2 separate regions of the Zea mays genome follow, and region 1 is linked to region 2. Evidence: chromatin contacts called from public HiChIP or PLAC-seq data. All regions are on one chromosome and are shown on one strand. The core of a region is the stretch at or near the end of the contact, and the rest is flanking DNA. Distances in the headings are between cores, read along the strand shown.

Evidence for each region. HiChIP or PLAC-seq counts read pairs in DNA pulled down with a chosen protein or histone mark.
Region 1: an H3K4me3 HiChIP or PLAC-seq map of leaf shows a contact between it and region 2, with 2.4 times the contacts expected there. The contact joins the promoter of LOC100282753 here to the promoter of LOC100193847 in region 2. A contact is called at or near these places in 3 of 25 Hi-C or Micro-C datasets (bundle sheath, leaf and tassel) and 1 of 3 datasets of contacts at active chromatin or transcription factors (leaf).

What each region holds. Positions count from the first base shown.
Region 1 is chr9:158,136,288-158,139,723 of Zm-B73-REFERENCE-NAM-5.0, reverse strand. It overlaps LOC100282753 (24-methylenesterol C-methyltransferase 2), which reads right to left and starts at 2,115. Exons shown (of 1, transcript NM_001155659.2): 1 at 330-2,115. The coding sequence starts at 1,867. The coding sequence ends at 755.
Region 2 is chr9:158,376,336-158,379,954 of Zm-B73-REFERENCE-NAM-5.0, reverse strand. It overlaps LOC100193847 (cyclin dependent kinase inhibitor), which reads right to left and starts at 1,785. Exons shown (of 3, transcript NM_001138928.1): 1 at 1,061-1,785. The coding sequence starts at 1,428.

The sequences.
Region 1 (3,436 bases), core at 866-3,365, 240 kb after region 2:
CCTAAAAAATAAATGGATCGTGAATTAGAATTTCCTTAATAAAATAGTATATTTGATTTAGAATTTGAGACTTCATCTATTTCCAAAGATTAAATATAAATCTATCTCAAATTTATAAACGAAGTATAAGAAATAATATTATGTATCAACGAAATATGTTTATACTATAAACTTGCAACTTAAAAGATGCTATAAACCTTAAAAGATGTTATTCAGCCTATTTCTCTATATCTCTATAATAAAAATAAAAATGTATCACATAAATATCTCCGATAACAATAGTACATAAATATATTTTAGATAAAACTATGTTAGTTTAAAAGATCTTTATCTAAATTCATATTATTAGAATTAAATTCAATTTCAAGGATCCGATCTGCCCGTTAGGAATTCAATTCCAGTGTATTGTTGGAGAGAAAACATGGCTGCTGCTGCTGCTGCTGATAGATGGATCTCCACCGATTGAAAATAAATTTAGATCCCAACCTCGACCTCCCCGGAACAATCCGTCCACCAAAAAACAAAAATTAAAACTCAAAGCTACGAACAGGGAAAAGAGTAAACGGAGAGAAGCATCGTTCCTAGTAGTATCTTCTTCTCTAATAGATCAATTTGTAACTTCTTCAAGTCGCCGATTAGCCTGCTCTTCTTACCTCTGGTGCTGCTGCTGCTTGCATCTTTTTCCTCCCTCCCCATTTTCTCCCCCTTGCGGTGGGCGAGTAGTAACTGATTGGTGGCGGTGTGTAGTCTTACACTAGTTGGCCTCCTCGGTGGAGGCGGCGGCGGCGGGCTTGCGGAGGAGCACCATGTGCATGGGCGTGAAGATGCCGGTCTCGCCGCCGCGGGTGAGGTGCTGCGCGGTCTCGTAGAGCATCTCGTGCACCTCGGAGACGCCCTTGGGCGCGACCCGGAGCATGGTGAGCACGCGGACGACGAGGGAGTTGCGCCAGTAGGCGATGCGGCCCATCTTGAGGCGCGTCCACCAGGGCAGCGCGGGGGGCAGCGCAAGGTCCTGCTCCTTGAGCACCTCGAAGCCGACCTCCTTGGCGATGGACGCGATCTCGTCCTGGCGGCGGAGCCCCGGGAGCGCGTCGCCGCGCTCGATGCCGTGGATGCACTCGACGTGGTCCGGGTCCTCGGCGCGGTACAGCGGGGTGGTGACCCACTCGTAGGAGACGTAGAGTCCCCCCGGCTTGAGCACGCGGTAGACCTCGCCGTACACGTCCTGCAGCCTGGGCGCGTGGCAGGTGGCCTCGATGGAGTAGGCGCCGTCGAAGGAGGCGTCCGGGAACGGCATGGAGAGGAAGTTGCCGCAGACGACCTCGCAGCGCGGGGAGTCGAGGCCGGCCTTGCGGTTGTGCGCGCGGGCGCGGTTCACCTGGTACTCGTTGATGGTGATGCCGACGACGTTGGATCCCGAGTGCGCGGCGATGGCGCGCATGGGCCCGCCGACGCCGCAGCCGACGTCCAGGAGGCGGTGGCCCGGCCTGGCGCCGAGGAGGTCGGCGACGCGCTCCTCGTGGACGCGCGTGGCGTCGCGGTGGGAGCGGCCGGGGAGGGACGGGGAGAAGTGGAAGGACTGGCCCCACCCCCACTCGTAGATGTCGGTCACGAGGTTGTAGAAGGTGTCGACGAAGGCCGGCACCTTCTCCGCCGACGCCGCCGTGGTGGCCGTCTCCTTGGGGCGGCGGAAGAAGGACCAGTACTGCGTGTACTTGTCCTGCACCTTGTCCCGCGTGATGGATCCCATCTTGAGATCCACCGCCCGCTTGCCCTTCACCTCCGCCGCGCCCATCACCCAGACGAACCAGTACACCAGCCCCGCCCCGACCACCGCCGCCGTCCACACCATCGTCGCCGCCTCCATTCTCGCCGGCCCGTGGGCCTACCTCTTCAACGGCGAGCGGCGAGGAGGGGGGGAAGGGAGGAGAGGGGAGCAGGAGGAAATGAACAGGAGGAAGGGGGTGATTTGTCTGCGCTCAAGGATATACTAATCCAGAGTCCAGACAGGCTAGACAGCGCGTGAGCAAGGCGATATTTTGTGCAAGTACAGCGCTGAGCGCGGCGCGTGCTGGCTGTGCTGTGCTAGCCCGATTTGATCGGACGGCCGTGCCGAGACAGATGCCGATGCGTCAGGGGCAGCGGCCAGCCAAGTTTTTTATGGGAGGAAGTGCCGTGATTTTTGGCCGTGCCATGCCAACTGCCAAGCACGGCTGGCGTCGGGGGCCTCGGGGCGGTGCATGAAGGAGGTCGGAGCGGTGGGCTCCAGCCATGCAGATTGTTTCCGGCACACGGCGTGGGGCACGAGGCGACCGCTCGCTCGCAGAGTCGCGCACTCGCGCTGGCAGTCTGGCACTGGCACAGTTGAGGATGAGGCCCGGTTGGCATGGACAGCCTGCCGTGCCGCCATGTGTGTGCCTCTGTGGTGAAGTGCCCGGGCGGCGCGGTTAAAACTCTCGGTCGGGATTTGGCGAAAACCAGTGGGTTTTACCGATCCGGTCGGTCCGGGGTCGGTTTCCCAACCTTTTATTTTAAAAAAATTGAAAATCTTTATAAAAAAATCGTAAAAGCATAATGAAATACTAAACTCTTTAGTGTTGTTATATGTTTATATTTAGTTTTTAACCGAAACCCGCTCGAGTCGCACCAAAAATCGGTTCTTTTCAACAGAAAACCGCTCGAGTCGCACCGAAAACTGTTTTCAGATTTAAAATCACAAACCATTCGAGATTAGCGGTTTTCGGTTCCCGATGACTGATGGTTTTTTAAGGGGGAACGGTTTATTAAACCCTGCTGGGCGGTCGGTTTAGAACAAACAAACAATGTACACAAGTACCATCAAAAGTTTGTAGAAGCAAGATATTCTAAAACATTTCGGGGCTCGCCAAGTTATTCTACAACATTTTGGGCCTGGCTTCACGTTCAGCGGCATCAATGGCTTCTTTTTTTTTCCTAGCCCCGGGCATCGAAGGCCAGAGCACGCGCAGTGTCGGTACCGAGCCCCCATCAATGCGTCTTGTGTTGATGATGTGCCCCAAATCGTATATGCGTTGCGCTTGCGACTTAAAGCTGTCTCCAGCAACGTACTGTATATCAATTCTTTATATCTGTTTTTTATAATCTTCTCTAAAAGATTTTATCCTCTATATCTTCTTTCTCTCCAACAACATCCTTTATACGCAAATACCTATATTAAAGACTTTTTTATTTTTTATTTTTTTACATACATATTTGTCATACTCTTAAATGTATTGTATATATTTTAGTTTTGTTAAACCGGTTATTTAAAGTATTCAAATGGATAGAGGACAATTTAGAAAAAAAACTTTATATATAGAAAATCCAGCAGCGTCCTCTAAATTTAGAGGACGCTGCTGGAGAGCGTAGAGAACCGTTTGGTCCTCTATATTTAGAGTACATGAGGCTTTATGGACTC
Region 2 (3,619 bases), core at 536-3,035:
CGAGCGGCCATGCACGAAATGGGATTTGAGTGCGACAGATGTGGATGTGGTGGTGACTTTGGGGGCAGTGGGCGACTGAAATTTCTTACAAAAAGAGCCTTTGATGGGCAAAAGATTGGGAGGGTCACCGCCGAGCAGCTCCACCACTAACCGAGAGGCAACTATACAGCACAAGGGCAAATGCAAGCGGACGAAGCACTGCTCCTGTAGGGCAGGGGCCAGGGGGAGATGGAGAACAATGGGAAAGGAGGCAACTTTCTGGCTATGGGTAACGACTAGGAAACGGCCACCAGACGAGATTCCACCGAGTGCAAAACACTGTTCATAGAGTAAAGTTTAAAATAGAAGATAAGATGAGTAAGGCCTAAGATATGTGCTTTTGATTGTATGGGGTGCGATAACAAAAGGACTTGGCAGGCACCTTACTGAGGATTACCTGTTTCTTTGAGCAAAAAAAGTGCAGCTGTTAGGTGTCTAAACTGGGATTCTCTTAGGTTATACGTAGAGGATTACTTGTCCAATCACTAGAACGAACAGGTTAAGTGAATCAAATGGCACAGCTACGATGAACAAGACTTCGGAATATTAGCTAGCTACTCGACAAGAACTTCGCTAAACGAATATTCATTTTTTGGGGGGCAAGTACAGGTGATTTTTGGACGCATGAGAAACTGAGCTTGAACGCAAGAAATGAGCAACGGCACGGTATTAACTATTAACGTCGTTGTACTCCTTGGAACGCAAAAAAAGTTACCGCGTTGTTGAATTCCAGCCAAAGAGTGGACTTGTCGGCCGCAACGTTGTCCCGGGAACGCAAAACAAAGCGTTCCGCACCACTGGTTAGGATAATGGGGGGAAAATATTGGGATTCGGCGCCCAAATGTCGGCACCAGTCAACTGCGAATTCGAAGCGCTAGATACCCCGCGGCGGCGCTAAACGAGTGGAATCAAAAGACAAAGAGTGAACCCTGACTCCCAACATAAACCCTAACCAATCCCCCTTGCGGCGGAAGGAACAAATTGGACGAGGGCCGGAGCAGAGGAGGCCGAAAAATCTCACCTTTCCATGGCGTCCAAGTCAAGCACGTTCTCCCCGAAGGAGACCTCGACCTCGACCTCGTCCTCCGCCAGCGCGTGCGGCGCGGCGGCGGCGGAGGCGGCCTTCCTCCCGGCGCCCCTCTTGGCTGCGGGGGCGGGCGGCGGCGGCGGCAGCGGCTGATGCTCCTTATGAGGCTTCTCGAGCCTCCGGCTCCTGAGCTCGAGGTACTGTCCGGCGGCGTCATCCGCGTCCCCCTTGTCGAGCGGCCTCTGCGCCCTCTGCAGCGCGAGCGTGCGGGAGCGGGTGCGGACACCCAGCAGCGCGCCGCCGGGGACCTCCATGACGGCCACCTCCCCGGACATCTTGCCCTTGCGCATGTACTTCCCCATGGCCTGGTCGTCAGCTGGTCCCGTCCGTGCTAAGCTTCCCCTGCCGCGCGGTCGCGGCTCGCTGGAGAGGGGAGCCGAGGCGTTGGTGGTAGGTAGGTAGGTAGGTGGGTGTGGGTGGGGCGGGGCGCAGTCGCACGCAGCAACAGGGGAATCCCGGGAATAACGGGGAGGGGAAGACGAGGGCTCTGCAGGGCGTAGGAGCAGACCGGGCGGGCGGGCGCGCGCGCCGTGCCTTGTGCTGCGGTGCCGTGCGTTGGCTAGCGGGAAAAGGCGCGGGCGGGCGCTGCTATTTAGAGAGAGAGAGAGAGAGACGGGGAGAAAGAGAGAGAGAGCAGGGGAGGCGGCTGCGACTGCGAGTTGGGGCTGGGCCTTGGCTTAGGTAAGAGAGAGAGAGAAAAAGAGTTGGTGGGTGGCCGCCTGGGCGGGTGGCGCCGCGCTTGTTGCCGCGTGTTGGGTTCTTGTACTGGACGGAGACGCCGGGCAATGGGGAATTAGGGAGGATGGGGATGTCCGTGATCTGATCACCAACACTGGCGGGTGGTGTTCGTGGCGTGGGGAAAGGGAGATGCTCTGCACTCGTTCCTGGTTCCTTTCTAAATTCCGTTTCTTCCTTTTGTGACCCCTAGCACTCACGAGCTGCCATCAATTACAGATACTCTTATACGACCGAATTTTTTATTTTTAGCTTTTAAAATATATTTATATTTACAATACGCATGCTTTATTTTTTGTTTGACTCTAGGCTTGTTGTTGATGATGTAGATCAGTGATCACAGCATTGAGCTAGCACGTCTTATGACGCCGAGGCGTTTGGTGTGGGGTCTGATTTACCGTTGACGTAGATAACGCCTTGATGCTTTTGGATCTTGACGTAGAGCTCAATATCAAACCATTACCTAATAGGTTTTGGACTTTTGGTACACAAAATAAAAGCGTAAAAATACATTAGTGGTTCTATAACTTAGCATGGTGTATTATTTGGGTACTCGAACTTAGAAAACCAACAAAACGGAATCTCTAATTTAGTCGGCTCATGCAAAACCGTTTAAAACTGAGTTTGCTCAAATCGAATACCGACATAGCATACTAATTCCAAGGACCCTGGTATATTTTTTAAAAGAGGTGATGTGGGATCCATGACTCTCATATGAGAATCATGACTTGAGGGGGTAAACTTGTACACCTCTATAAAGTTCGATCAAACCGATATATTAGTATTGTTCGCGGTTATAAGCGGCATGAACCCTCGTAGTCTCGTACAATTAAAAGCTTTGTGGTGGATGGTTAAGCTTGATGATGATAACTGTTTATGCAATTAATTAATTGGGAAGACGATAAGGAATCTCGACACTGTATGACTTGTGTATCGGAGCAGTAAAGTAAAGCAGTCACTCATGTTCCAAACAGTAATGGATCGGGTGAAAATACTTGTGCGTATTGAATAGACCATTAATGTTGAACCTTTGACGTCACTCCCCGGCATCAATTCATGGCCTACCACACCATCGGATCCATGGCAATGTTGTCCCTGAAATATAGAAGAAAGAAGAACACACTGCTGTATATGCTGAAAGAAGGGGGGCTCTGCATGGAATGGATCGAGTTTGCGGAGGGCCCGGCCCGGCATTGAAGGCACTGGTACATCGTCTACGAATTACGGCGATATGCTACACGATCTCGGCCGCCGGACAGACCACGGCCCTACTGCACGAGGCGTGAGTTGAATTGATTCTATATCATTCAGTGTCACTGTGTATTCAATTTGCTTTTCGCAGACCTGGCCCCGCACAGTGTCCCCCCGGCCCGTTATCCTACGTCACGCCCACGTTTCATTAGCACACGTTTCAGAGATAGTCTGTGTTGGCGCACTCGATGTGTACCGCCGCACAGGCGCCGCGGACGGTATGAGATGGCGCTGAGTGTTATTCCTTCTCGCTGCCATCTAGATCTCGACCTTGGGAGAGATATCTTAGGGTGTTCCGAATCGACAGCCCGACAATAAATTAAGGGGGTGTTTGAATGCACTAGAACTTATAGTTAGTTGGCTAAAATTTGTTAGTTGAATTAGCTAGCTAACAAATAACTACCTAACTATTAACTAATTTTCCAAAATAGCTAATAGCTGAACTATTAGCTAGGGTGTTTGGATATTTCAACTAATTTTAGCCACTAACTATTAGTTTTAGTGCAT